Regions from separate parts of the Mus musculus genome. Here region 2 is linked to region 1. The links are chromatin contacts, called in public Micro-C maps. All regions are on one chromosome and are shown on one strand. The core of a region is the stretch at or near the end of the contact, and the rest is flanking DNA. Distances in the headings are between cores, read along the strand shown.

What was found. A called contact is a pair of places that touch in the nucleus more often than the background predicts.
Region 2: a Micro-C map of palatal mesenchyme shows a contact between it and region 1, with 3 times the contacts expected there. The contact joins two enhancer-like sites. A contact is called at or near these places in 10 of 39 promoter capture datasets (the 3T3-L1 cell line, the C10 cell line, HPC-7-derived erythroid cells and 6 more), 2 of 15 datasets of contacts at CTCF or cohesin (the NIH/3T3 cell line and large pre-B cells), 12 of 484 Hi-C or Micro-C datasets (B cells, the BV-2 cell line, CD4 T cells and 8 more), 9 of 115 datasets of contacts at active chromatin or transcription factors (astrocytes, craniofacial prominence, embryonic forebrain and 6 more) and 3 of 9 other capture datasets (adipose tissue, liver and pancreatic islet).

Annotation. Positions count from the first base shown.
Region 1 is chr4:63,476,248-63,483,311 of GRCm38.p6, forward strand. The region is part of intron 1 of Whrn (whirlin); the gene reads right to left. Among named protein-coding and RNA genes, the nearest start is that of Whrn, 16 kb to the right of the region's middle. Within about 2 kb of position 4,579, at least 43 of the 459 cell types and tissues checked have an H3K27ac peak or open chromatin away from gene starts, as enhancers often do. A contact at or near this core is called in CD8 T cells and Th1 cells, where this site is marked.
Region 2 is chr4:63,842,854-63,849,917 of GRCm38.p6, forward strand. The region is part of intron 2 of Tnfsf8 (tumor necrosis factor (ligand) superfamily, member 8); the gene reads right to left. Among named protein-coding and RNA genes, the nearest start is that of Tnfsf8, 15 kb to the right of the region's middle. Within about 2 kb of position 4,483, at least 46 of the 459 cell types and tissues checked have an H3K27ac peak or open chromatin away from gene starts, as enhancers often do. A contact at or near this core is called in CD8 T cells and Th1 cells, where this site is marked.

The DNA.
Region 1 (7,064 bases), core at 3,329-5,828:
CCTGAGATCTACCTGGTGTGTTTCTGCCCCAGCAAAACAGAGAGTGGATGTCAGGGGGCAGGTGAGATGAGAAGAAGCCAAGGCTGCCGACAGCTCCTGTGCTGGAAGCTACCTGAGCCCTCTCTCTTGCCTGCTGCTCTCTGTTCCAAAAGGACAAGCTCTCCTGTCCAATGTGTTTCAACTAGCAAGAGTCTTCCATCCCAGGCTCAGTAAGTAAGAGCACTGACTGCTCTTCCAAAGGTCCTGAGTTCAAATCCCAGCAACCACATGGTGGCTCACAACCATCTGTAACAAGATCTGACACCCTTTTCTGGAGTGTCTGAAGACAACTACAGTGTACTTACATAAAATAAATAAATAAATTTAAGAAAAAAAAAGAGTCTTCCATCCCATCCTAGGCGCAGGATGAGATAAGCCTATAAGTCAATCACTTTGCAAGGTCCAACCAAGAATCTACTGAGCACCAGGGACACATTACCACCTGGTGTACAGCAGGCTCTGAAGATACTTATGTTTGGAAAGATGAAGTATTGCCAAGTGCACAGTAGGTCCTCACAACAACACTTGGGTCAGATAAGTGACAGGCTGTGCCTGTGGAGACCTAGCAGTTCCTGGTGTACAGTAGGTCCTCAAGGCTGTTCTAGCCAATATTGTTGTAAAAGATAAGATATGACAGCCCACACAACAGGTCACGATATTTGTGCTTCCTGAAGAACAAGGCATCATCAGGTAACACGAGCTTCAATGACACTTGTCTGCTTACAGGTGTGTCTGCTTACAGCACACAGTAGGACTTCATGTCACCTGTGCCTGATGAGGTAAGGCATTGTCTCTGATATAAAATATATGCCAATGACACTTGTAGACTGATGAGAGACAAAGCTCAAGCTATCGCACAGTAGGTCCAAAGAAATGATTGCCTGGCCTGACTGGGTGATATAGTAAACAGTACCCCAAGGGAAATCACAGCCACCATAATTACCGTCATACGGCCAGGGGTCGATAATGGGAGGAGGGCATAGACTGCCCAGGCTAGCAGAAAGGGTCAAGCTGCACTTACCTATCCAGAGGCACTGTGCTGGTAGCTCGCCCTCTCAAAGCGATGCATATGAATGGAGAGAGAGAGCACACCCTATTGGGGTGGTGTGGGTCAAATGGGATGGTGCGTTTAAAATCCAAGGCCTCTGTACACAGTAGGTGCTCAGCAGAGAGCAGAGCCTCTTCCCACCTCCCCATGGTACTCTTCGTAGAGAGGGTACCCCAGAAAAGTCCGAGAGGAAAGTGGGGGAAGCAGCAGACACTGCAGTGAGCATCAGCATCATTTGTATTCCTTCTCGCGGGCAACTGGTCGACTCCTCTTGGTCAGTTCTATAAATAGGCGGGCAGCAACCTTGAAAAAGAGGAGGTCAATGCCTTTGATGAGAGCGCCATTGTTGGTGCTGCTGAGGAGTAGCCTGGAGGGCCAGAGTCCCCATGATGCCTGCTCCTGTGTTGTATAGAAGGGCTGCCTAAAAATCTAGGGGAAGGGACAGAGGGGTGAGTGTACAAGACACTGCTCGGGACACGGGGCTAGACCTGAGCAAGTCCCAGTCCCTGGAAACTTCAGCTTCCTCATTACAAGGCTGTGGGGCTGCCAGTCACATCCCTCAGACCATTCTGGAGCCCTCGAAGCTTAGTTGAGGATAAATGTGGCTTTCAGTGGGTCGTGGAGGGCAAGAACACCAGCATCCTCTGCGGTTGCTGTATTTTTCTGCACAAACAGAGAAACAAGATTCCTGAGCCAGAACTTTCAGTGTCCAGGCACGCTTTAAACACCGCCTTGGCCCACATGCCTGCCCCTCTACCCCATCTTCAATCAACTGAAAGTGCATGTCCGGTGGGAAGGCTCTACAAAGTTGGTTAATGACTGGCCTCCACCCTGACTCATCTCAGAGGGTGCCATTCTGAAGAACGGCTGGGGACAGCCACTCTGGCCTTCCACACTGACTCAAGACTGCTAACCTTGACTCCTGTGCTCTTGGCCATCTGAGGACAGGAAGGTCCCACTCACAGGAATGCCAGGGCAGTCACTGCACCTCAATTAGCAGAGCGCACCTGGTAGCCTGTGGTCCCAGGTGTCAGGGAAAACCAAACACCTCAGGCTGGTGAGACAGAGTCACGTGTCAGGCTTGTCTCTGCCACACGTGGTATTTCTAGGGGAAATAAGGTCTCTTCCTGCCCTTGCTGAGGAGTAGCCTGGAGGGCCTGAGTCCCCATGATGCCTGCTCCTGTGTTGTATAGAAGGGCTGCCTAAAAATCTAGGGGAAGGGACAGAGGGGTGAGTGTACAAGACACTGCTCGGGACACGGGGCTAGACCTGAGTAAGTCCCAGTCCCTGGAAACTTCAGCTTCCTCATTACAAGGCTGTGGGGCTGCCAGTCACATCCCTCAGACCATTCCGGAGCCCTCGATTTTGCCACCTGGCAATAAACAGGTTAGATTTTGTGACTGGTAAGATACTACCCAAATGGAAATTCTAAATCTGTCTGATTCAGGGCCATTAGAGTAGTCATCCAGGAGAGCAGAGTGGTCAGGGCCTTGGGGACATGTGGGGATAGACACCAGGCAGGGTTGTGGACAGGGCCTGGGAAACTGTCTTCAGCTTCCTAGATTCTGGGGGGTGAACACTCAGAATTGCTGACTGCTATTCTTACCATGTCCCTGACCCGTATCCTCCAACCTGGTGTAAACTTGGGACTCTGGCAGAGGAAAAAGGGGTTCAGAAAAACCAAAACCGAGGCATACAGAGGAAGCATTACAGGCATGTCAAGAGGTAGAAACCAATTTGGGTTTAACAAAGACACCTGCAGGCCAGGGACCTTTCCAATGGAACGGTGTCCTTGCTCCACAGCCACATTTGCATGGTCAAAAGCACAAACACTTCCATAAAAGTACCAGGCATCGCCTGTGTGTGTTGCTGACCTCCGTCATCAATATTCCTCCCTACATCAGTAACCCTGGGATCAGCCAGTCTGCCTCAATCAACTGCCTATCGGCCCTCTGCATCGAGTGACTTGACATGCTACTCGGCCCATCTGTTTCCGTGGTACAAGCTGGAGATCATCACTCCACTCCCTTGCAGGTAGAGAAGGCCACTGCAGGCCAGGGCTGCCACTAATGTCACCACCCACAACTGAAAAACTGGACCCAGGGGCTTTCCTGGGTTCTTCCAGTGCAAATCAGAGCAGTCCCCATCTGACCTGGCAGATGGCCTGGGGCAGATGCTCTCCACCACCAGACCCACACCATGATAATTGAAATATGAATTATGCGTGCATGTTTCTACACATGGTGCTCTCAGGAGGCAAATCACCTCGCTCTGCTCTTTGGAGAGAACTCTGATGCCCAACATCATAGGCCAGAAGGACACAATTCCCAGTAGAGGACAAAGGAGTAACCTGGAAAGGCCACCGTGCGGGACTAGAGGCATGTTAACAAAAGAACAACAATAACAAAACCATCTTCTTGTTCATAAATGAACTCATAATGGAAATTTTATGTTCGTTCATTCATTCACTCACTCATTCATTCCTTATTGCTATTGGTGTTTTTGGACAGGGTCTCTTTTAACTCAAGGTTGGCCTCAAAGTTCTGATCCTCTTGCCTCTACCTGTCAGGGGCTACCACTATAGGTATGCACAATCATGCCAAAGCTCCACTTTGTTTTAGAAGAAAATCATTTAGGGGGCTATCTCATGACCAGTCCAGTGGCAGTAAGCTCGTAGGTTTCCACACTGAGAATACTCAGCCAGCACGGAGTTCTTACTCCTTGAACACTGGACGTTTAGGCTTTAGCTTCTTCCCAGTGGAGGTATGTGTGACTAACATTCTTTTAGTTACAGCCTTGAGTACATATGCATCTATTTTCCTAGATTGGGCATCTTCATTTTTTGTATAACCAGACTCTGGGAAGATAGCCCGAGGAACATGCTCTCTGCCTGTTGTGATTCCTTTGGCCACCTGCAGGGGGCAGCAATAGCAAAATCACAATGACAGCCACAGTCTTCCCGGTGCACAAAAGAGAAAAGGTGTGTGTTACTCAAGGTCACAAAGAGAGTCAGAGGCAGGGCCTGGATATGAATCTAGGGGTCTCCAAACACAGCCCCACACCCTCGCTGGGGGTTCACGTACCGCAAGGCCAGCACAAGCCAACTCTATACTTTGTCCCAAATAAAGGAAAGTTTTCAAAGGGAGACATGGGATTTGTAGGCTGCAAGGCCCCAGCTGTCTGTCCTCATGGCCTGAAAAGGCCTCCCATTCAGCCTGCTTCGAGAGCAAGCAGAACTGGCAGTGTGGACTCTGCCCCCAGCAACATATTTCAATGACATGAGAAATGAAACTCTAACGTGCACGGTTTCCTTCTGTGTTAAGGACCTCTAACTGCATGGACCTCCAGCCTCCTTTCAGGCCCCCCAGACCAGCACTGCAGAGTGGCCAGATCCTTTTAGAATGAAAAGGGCCTGCCTCCCTTCCCTGTGGCCTCTGAGCAGCCATGCAAGCTTCCTTTTCCGCTGTCAGGCGGCGCCAGCCCTGCCCCCTGGCAGCTGCAGCTCCTGCAGGCCACCTGAGCTTTCTCTCGGTGTCGGGTGCTTCTTTTCCACTTCGGGCCTCTCTGCACGTGGGGCTCCTGGCCCGGCAAGTTCACCTCACTACATTCTCACTACAGGCGATCATTTCATCTATGGTCTCCTAACAGACCAGGAGGCACAACATTCCTCTGGCTTGATCTCCCGCGCACCCAGGGGTAGACACGGGAGGCGGTGAGCAAGGAGTTCCACATAAAGTGAACAGGGCAGTAAAGCAGGCAAGAAAGCCTTCCTGTCAGGGCTGGCCACCAGCGGGGATGCTACATCTTGAGTACCATGGCTTTTCTAGTAAAACAAAATTCATTTCACATTTCACTTTTCTTTTCTAACTTGTGCTAAATATCCCAGGCTGGAATCTAAATCATGGTCTTCCTGCCTTCAGCGCTCCTTGGACTGTAGAAACTCAGCTACAGATCTCGCTTTTTGTTTTGATTCTAGAAATCTCAGAATTCAATGTAAAGGTGAAACACACAAACATACACACACTTTTGTTTTATTTGTGTGTGTGTGTGTGTGTGTGTGTGTGTGTGTGTGACTTAAGTGTGTATAATTGTATTCATGAGAGTGCTGGTACCCAGGTGCCACCTTGTGCGTTTGAAAATTAAAGGACAACCTTGTTTAAGGGCTCTCTTTTGAGACTTGGGAAATGATGGTTCAGGGCTTATAAGCACTTGCTGTTCTTGCAGAGCCCCCTAGTTTGGTTCCCAGCACCCACACAATGACTTACGATTGCTTATAATACCAGCGCAAGGTGGTCCTGAGCCCCTTTTTTGGGCATTGCGTGCACGTGGTACACATACAGACAAGGCTCACCTCTGACCTTCCGTGGGCAGCAAGCAAGCACATGAGGCATGTAGACACAAGTACTCACTCAAAGCACCCCTACACGTGAAAGTAAACCTTTTAAAAACAAACAAATAAATAAAAGCTCCCCTGCCGCCATTCGCCATTCTCAGCCTCACATACCAGGCTAGCTTCTGGGGAATTCTCCTGTCTCCACCCCCATCTTGCCAAAGGAGTTCTGGGACTACAACTACTACTGTACTGCCCCCTTTTATCCTGTTCTGGGGATTAAGCTCAGGTCCTCAGAGCTGGGTAGCAAACACTTTTCCCCACCAGCATTCCCTGGCTCTCTCGCTAATCATTACAGTCTAATAAAATCTTTGAACCCCTGCCTGTTTTGTAAAAGGACAGGATCTGTCTGTATAGCCCTGGCTACTCTGTCTATCAGGATGCCTTGAACTCCCAAAACTCCACCTGCTTCTGCTTCCTGAGCGCTAGAATCAAAGGTGTGCACCACCTTGCCCAGCTCCCTCTGCCTTTTCAAGGATGCACTTTTAAAGTTTACATCACTTATCACTTTTTTTAAGCCTATGTAGGAATATTATTAAAACATATATAAAAAAATAAGTAAATTAATCAGGTTGAGTGTGGAGAGGATGTTAAGTCTCACCACTGTGGTTGGTACTCCCTGACAAGATGATGGAGAATGAACTCGAGACCCTGAAATCCCTGCACAGGTCTAAGACTGAAAACTTCTGTGCAGTCAGAGGCAGAATGTTTCCCACCATAACTCTGATGTCTCCCTCCTCTCCCGGACTTGGTCTAAGAATACACACTGAGTTATATACATCCCCTTACACAGAAGTCACGCACTGTTATTTCTGTATTGTCTTGGGATGACGGCAGACTTGTTCTGTGGTCTGGTAAGAATATACAATCAGTCACCCACAGCTTCATGACAGCATCACCAACATCTGCATGCCACCTTGGGGACCACAGGCAGTGTGGTCTGCTCCAGAGCTGTATGCTTGAGCTGTTTCAAACATGGAGAGAACCCCTTCCCCTCCGGGAATCTGTGGGCGTCCTCCAGGACCCATCCCTGAACGCTGCTCAGAGTAAACATCCTGGAAGACCATGTCATATGCAGGAAGGAGAACTTCAAGAAAACACGACCCCAGGCACAGGAAATGGGAAGTGTGGCGGCCCCAGGAAGAAGGCCAGAAGGTGATGAACAAGAGGGAGTTTCTTTAATGTTACGAAATTTGCCTTTCAAGGGGCTCCTGGAGCCCCATCCCTCCTTGGGGAAGTGCAGGTAACAGTTGCTGAGGGAGGGAGCGTGCATCTTCATAGAGGTCGCCACTGGAAAGTTGCCCATGGTCTTGTAATAACCCATCAACCAAGCTCCTGTTATCAACTCTCTGGAACCCACCGAGTCACACAGACACAGAGACCATGGAAGAAGGAGTGCTAACTGGGCAGAGGTCAGGGGGAATGAGAAGGGAATGACAGGCAAATATATACTACTATGGTCGTGAGGAACGAAACCCACTGCTATATATAGTGTATCCTAACAAAGCAGAAAAGAGCTTCGTCTTTCAGGAGAGCCTCGCTGGGTTTGTTCCCTTCCTCCTTCCGTTGAGTCTTTCACCTTGCCCG
Region 2 (7,064 bases), core at 3,233-5,732, 370 kb after region 1:
GTTATAACCCAAGTCACAGAGATGGGAGCTTGAATATTTGGCCAGTCAGTGCTGTTCAAAAAGTGGGCTGGCCGCTTTGAAAGTCACAGGGATCTTGCTAAGACCTAGACAATATTTTGTGGGGTACCAGTCATGCAACTCAAGTCTCATCAGCTTGTGAACCCATGATAAGATAGTCTATTGTGGATATGAAGACTTGTATAGGTGCCCCAGGCAGTAGGAATCTTGCTGTGGCTCCAGAGATTTGTGGACTGAGCATCTAGACTGTATCTCTGCAATCTGTCTCCTCAGTGCCTGAGTCTGGAGGGGTTTATTCTGAGAGAAGAGGCTTAGTTGATGTTTGGATGTTGGGAGTCTGGAATATTCTCTTTCAGATTTTAGCGTTCCTATTTAGATGGGGAACATTGTTGACTGAGATGTAGAAATGCCTTTCTAGATCATTCTAGAGCAGTGAGGGTTAAAGGGAGGAGAGATGAGTCTGTAGCCATTACACACACCCGGGACTGAAGCCTCAGGAGACAGCTGGAGGACGTTGCTGGGAAAGCAGCTTCAGGGTGCCTTCCTGATCCTGAGTCTGGGAGAGTGCCCGGGTCAAGTCACAGGTCAGGGAAATGGGGCTTTCGAGTCAGATGATTTGTGACCTAGTCAACTTCTTCAGAACGACTCCTATAAGGACCGGGCAGATGGTGCTTCTCAGAGAACATGTGGTTCTAGTGAAGGTGTTGGATCCGTCATTTCCTCTCCCAGAACTTCAGCTCCTTACTGTACCAGTGAAGTAAACCCAGTGACACTCAACAGAGATGCGTAGCTAATATGACACACATTAAGATTACAGATGTCTAGTAACAGACACAGCACATGGCTAGCCGTGACTCTGAGAATGTGAGGTCGCTTTTCTTTTTGTCTCTTTTTCTTGTTTTCTTGGGATAGCTCTGTGATGCCATACAGAGAGGATTAGATAACGAGATGCTCATTAAAATGAAACACTGTATTACCTGTGAGAGTAGAGTTTCCCACTTCTGGACACAATTGTTTGAGGCTCTCTGATTTGAAGGGGTGGGGCGGGGAGGGATGAAACACTGTATCGCCTGTGAGAGTAGGTTTTCTCAGTTCTCTACACAATTGTTTGAGACTCTCTGATTTTGTGGGGGAGGGGAGGGTGAAGACCTCTTGGAAATATCTTAATCTTTGAAGAAACAGAAGAAACGTTTTAGTTTCTTCTTCCCTGGAGAATGAATACCCAGGGAAAGTCCCAACAGCGACATCTAGAGGAATCTTCATTCCCAGCCGAATTTGGGATCAATGGGAACTCTTAACCTGGCGGGCATTGTGCAAAGGGTCACTTCACAGACATTCCTTCAAATCTAACCATTTCCTTGATGCTACCAGGCCAAGAATATTTATGATATAGACAGGAATCTCAAGAGAAGTCATATGTAAAAGGGAGACTCTGGATTCACAACGGTCCTTGAAAAAAAAAATCCCTAATAGACAGCATGCTTATTGTTGAACACAGAGAAAACAATGAACAGAAATGGGTTAAAATGAAGTTAGGATCCACATCAATACTGTGAAGGCTTTTGGGAGCTGGAAGTGCTGACCTGTTGTGGTAGTAAGGTAAACACATCTGACTCTAGGGCACTTCATTGCAGGTAATGCATGTTAAAGACTGATGGGCCTGACAGTTGGTGGTGGGGCTGTTTAAGAAACATTGTAAGACTCTTCTAACATTCTAAATGGCCTTTCCTGTGCCACCGCTCATTTGCAGTGCGGAAGCACAGAAGCGCTCTCAGGATATGAGACCCGTGTGAGTCCAAATCCCACCCTGGTTCCCTACTGCTTGTACGGATTACCCCGAGTATGTGAGACTTTCCGAGTTGCTCCTTCTTCCTCAAAGTGAGCGCATCCACCTTAACCGCTTGCAAGAGGATTAAATGGAATAATGGACAACACTGAGCCTATTGCATACCACACAAATAATACCAAATAGTGGCTCCCCTTCTCTGGTCTGGGGCCTGGGTTACCTGCCTGGCACACAGATGTCTCTGGGGCTTGAACAGAGTATAAAAAGGAACCAGTTTGAGGTCTAGTACTATCTACCCTTCTTCCCTCCTCCCCCCTCCTCTCCCTTTATTTCCCTCCTTCTTCCATCCTCTTAAAGTGCAGGATGATAGGCAAGTTGGCATATCCTCTGGAGCTGGAGACTGGGAATTATATCTGGCAATTCTAGCATCAAATGGAAACCTTTTTACCTTCTTTGTGTTCTCTCCTCTCCCCTATACCTCATGTTGTCTCCTGCCTCCTCATTCTTTTTTGGGTATGTATGAAAATTAGGAGTTGTGGCTTTAGAATGCTAGATAGCCTATGCAGGACTCCATTCCACATCATTCAGAATGGCTCACTTCCTGGGTATTTTCCACAGAGAGATTCCTAATTCCTCTTATCTCTGCCTTGAGCAAAAGAAAGTGGGTTTAAGAGCAGGTTTTATTGAGTGTGTTAAGATTGACTGGAGGAACAAATAGGTTCCTTGTGGCAAGTGAAGTATGTGACCGGCTGAAAAGCAATTTATCCCCATGGGAAAGCATCGTATGATGCTGCAAAGGGGACGAAGAAAAATGGAACCCAGGAGTAACAACTGCAGACGTGGATATTCTGGATCCAGCCCCATTCCACTGACAGAGTAAGACTCTGCCAGCCAGTGTTTATTCTTCTGAGGGGAAGGGAGTGTGAGGACAAGGAAGACTGTCATTCCTTGTGCCTTCAGTGTGGCTTCTATATGACAAATGGTCATAGACCATTTGGGTCAGTAAAATACTGGGGAGAAATTAGTCTCCCTGGCTGTACGGTTTTCTCACACTCAGTATTTCTTTATCATATAGCCTGCCTCATTTCACCTCTTTTGATGCCCATTTTTCCCTTTTAGCTTTGGACGGTATGAACATCCTCAGGACATTAAGGACCTCTGGGTACCATGGGCCACATAAGCATTTGCAAGAAAAAAACCAAAGCAAAATAAACAAGTTAAAAAAAAAGCAAAACAAAAAAACAAAACCAAAAACCAAAACCAAAACCAAAAACAGAAACAAAAAACCCAAACCAACAACTTTTTCTAATGACAGGATATGGAATCACTCCAGGTCACATGACCCTCTCAAGCCTGTCCCAAAGCACCAGTGGCCCTCTCTGTCCATCCCAGAACTTGGTGACAGAGTATGCTAGCCTTTGAGAAGTTCCTAGTGGCTGAAATATCTTCAGCTTTACAAAAGAGAACCCCAGACGCCTCCACCACCTGCTGGGAGGCACAGTACTGTACCATTTTGTCCTGACAGCATTTCTGCACATCTTACATCCTTCTGCAGATATTGGTATACAAAGATTTGAGGTTTTGTTGGGCATGGGGCTGGAAAGCTGTGTGACCAGGGGAGCTGGTTCAGAGCAAGAGTGAGGATGAATTGTGTCCAAACCCTGAAAATCTTGTCTTGAGTCAGGCAGGAGTAGGACTGCTTCCTCCTTGCTCTGGGCTTGCACGGCCAGGCAATGTAAGCCTTATGACCCCCCACCTCCACCACCATTGAGGTTGTCACATAGCCTGCTGGCCAGATTATAGGTTAAACTTCATCTCACCCTTATAAGGATATGTCCTACAAGCACCTGGGATTCCTCTTTATGCAAATGAAACATTCCCCAGCACTTGTGCCCCAGCCAAAGATGAACACTCACCCTGCAAGCCCCTACCCATGCCCCAAGGGTTAGATAGTTCTTGTTCTTCCCTAATAAAGAGAGCTGTTTCACTGAAAACTGTCTCTGGAGAAGGCTGTTTCTCCTGATCTCATTCAGTACAAGATCCTGTCTAACCTACCTGCCTTGGCTAAGCTTCATTCCTACCAGTCCAGCCTTGTGAGGAACGGTGCCTGGTGGGGTCTGGAGGGGGAAAAGCAGACCCAGGGCAGTAGTTGAAACTCCTGGGAAATCCAGGTAAAGAGCCCTATAATCTGAGATTTGGACGAATGAGCCCAGTAGTGAGCAACACTAGAGAGTCAAAACTCACTGGAAGCAAAACATTAAAACAAGAAATGACAAGAGGATGCAGGAGCCTTGGTTTTAAGCTGTATGTGGAGGAGGCAGACTGTTTCATGGAAGATGGAAGAGCAAAGTGGACCAGATGGATGCTCTGAGGTCCAGCCAAGTGGGAACATGAAGGTGTATTTTTGGCTTGATTTCATGTTCATGGTGGTTCTCTGCAGGAGGCATGTTACCTCTGTCTGCTAGAGGAGAGAATAAAACCCAGCACGAAGCATACAGGACAGGCTTGCCTCCCAGCCTTCCAGTTTGTCCATGAATTCAACTGAATGGCTAACAAGCCTCAAGCACAGTGGGCCGAGTGCAAGTCAGCCATTGACTGGGTCCTATTCTGGCCAGGAATGACAAGTTTGTGTTAGGGCTCATTACTAACACGGGTGTGGTTTTCTGTGGTTTCCCTGTAGCTAAGGATATCCTGTGCTTAGCATGTGTGCAGAGCCCTGCATCCTAGGCTCTGGTCAGTGCTGGTTTCCTGGTTACAACAGCTGTCATGGTAGCTGCAATCCTTGCAGCTTCTGTCCTTGTGACAAACCTCATGCCATCCCTGGGACTTCCTCCCAGGAACTTCTGGAAAGTAGGTCTGCCCTGCCTGGGATGTCTTGCAACAGTGTTCTCTTTTTCCCTGCCTGCTTCTTTTCCTTTCCCAAAAGGGCAATTTGTTTCTTGTGTTGGCTTAAGATTAGTTTGTTGGTGAAAGAGATTGTGGCTTCAGATTTTCTTCAGACAACTGTCAGGCTATTTCTTTCTCTCTTTCTATATAGGACAAGAGAATTCTAGTCTCAGGAAGTGTCAAAGAGCTCTGCTAGTGTGTGTGCACATACATATTCATGTGTGCATACATGTGAGGTTAGAGGTCAACACAGTATGTCTTCCTCAATTGCTTGCTGTCTTTCTTCCTTTCTTTCTTCCTTCCTTCCTTCCTTCCTTCCTTTCTTTCTTTCTTTCTTTCTTTCTTTCTTTCTTTCTTTCTTTCTTTCTTTCTTTCTTTCTTTCTTTCTTCTTTCTTTCTTTCTTTCTTTCCTTCTCCCTCCCTCCCTCCCTCCCTCCCTCCCTCCCTCCCTCCCTCCCTCCCTCCCTCCCTTCTTTCTTTCTTTCTTTCTTTCTTGTTTTTTTTTTTGGGGTTTTTTTTTTTGTTTGTTTGTTTTTTTGTTTTTTTGAGGCAGGGTTTCTCTGTATCGCCCTGGCTGTCCTGGAACTCACTTTGTAGACCAGGCTGGCCTCGAACTCAGAAATCCGCCTGCCTCTGCCTCCCAAGTGCTGGGATTAAAGGCGTGTACCACCACCGCCCGGCCCTACTGTCTTATTTCTTAAGACAAGGTTTCTTACTGATCCCAGAGCCTTCCAGTTTGGGTAGGCTGCCTGGCCAGTGAGACTCAGAGACCTTCCTGTTTCTGTGTTCTCAATGCTTGTATTATTGGTATATACAACTGCTCCTGCTTTTTATGTGGGTGATGGGGATGTGACTCAGGCTTTCATGCTGCATAGCAAGCATTTACCTGCCTACAGGCTTGTAAAAGAAGCATTCTTTCTAGCTCCAACTTGAATTAATTTAGTATATTTAGTCCAGTGATGTTCAGAGGGGAGAAAAGTTTTCCTAAAGAGACACCAGTTCCTGCTGGTGTGGGAACCAGGTTTTGGCCTCAGATGTTATTTTTCTCCCTCATCCTATTATAGGGCCCCCAATTTGTGGAGTCAAGGTAAGTATGCATGTACATTAAAAGTGGGAGTTAGGGGCCATGCACAGCAGGGTGCTGGCTGAAGTAGGGGCAACAGAGGAAACCTTGGAGTCTCATATTTGCAGGACTCTTTTGTCTTCTGTATAGCCTTTAACAAGTCCCCCTGACTTCCCGGATCTCAGAAACTTACCTGCAAACGGAATGTCAATGGGAATACACCCATCCCTCCACCCCGTACTGATAACTCTCAAGGCTGATCCTCAGACCAACCCAAAGGAAGTAGGGAAAAGTCTTTAAGGCAAATTTAACATTCCTAGTGAGGCGTATTATCAGCATTGACGAATAGAATCTAGTTGTCGAACCCCTGAATTAAAGACAGAGGTTATTTTGGTGTTGGTGTTGGTGTTAGTTCTTGTTCGGATATTCCTAGTCAAGGGACAGGTGAGGAGGGAGCTGGGAAGTGGTCAAACCCACAGTTTCCCAAACTTGGGATTTCATGAACAAAAGTTGTTCCCTCAAATGAAAAACCGGGGAGTAACATGGAAAGTTTGCTTTATTCTGCCTCTTATGATCATGAAAACAGAATACATGACAAAGCCAACCTAGCATCTGTGTCACTTTCTTCCTGTGATGGGAGGGGCAGTCTAACACCAGAGCACAGTGGGATATGCTTTCCCAGAAAGAGTGTTTTCATCTTAAGTGTAACGTAGCAGCTGTCAAGAAGACAACTTTGTTCTTTGTTTTCTTTTATTTCATGTGATCTAAGGATATCCTGTGCTTAGCATGTGTGCAGAGCCCTGCATCCTAGGCTCTGGTCAGTGCTAGTTAACTAGCACTGTAACTAGTCAGTGTAACCCACTAGTTAAGAGCTTTATACTTGGTGACCAATGTTTGGAGCACTCTACAACCAAGAAAGAACAGCTAGTGAGTGTGGCTGGGGTCCTGACACTGAATCAAGGCTATCTTTACCACAGACATTATATCTATGGGAGGTGGCTACTGCCCCTTGCCAAATGAAAACTTCCAATTTTTCCTAGAAAAATCTAAGTCGGGGTGGTGGCAGGACAATGGAAGGAGAGGTGGAGGAATTAAGTTTAATCACTGCATGCCGCTCCTTGCAAAGCTCCACAGGAACATATGCAACAAGTTAGCGAGGATGTCCACCTCCAAAGCCTACACTCCCTGTACCGCAGGAGTCTGCTCTTCCAGTCTATGGGCCAAGCCCAACCATTGTTTATTCTGTAAGTGAGGCCCAGGGGATAGTAGTCACGCTCACAGACTTGGGTGTTTTCAGGCTGTCTCAATCAT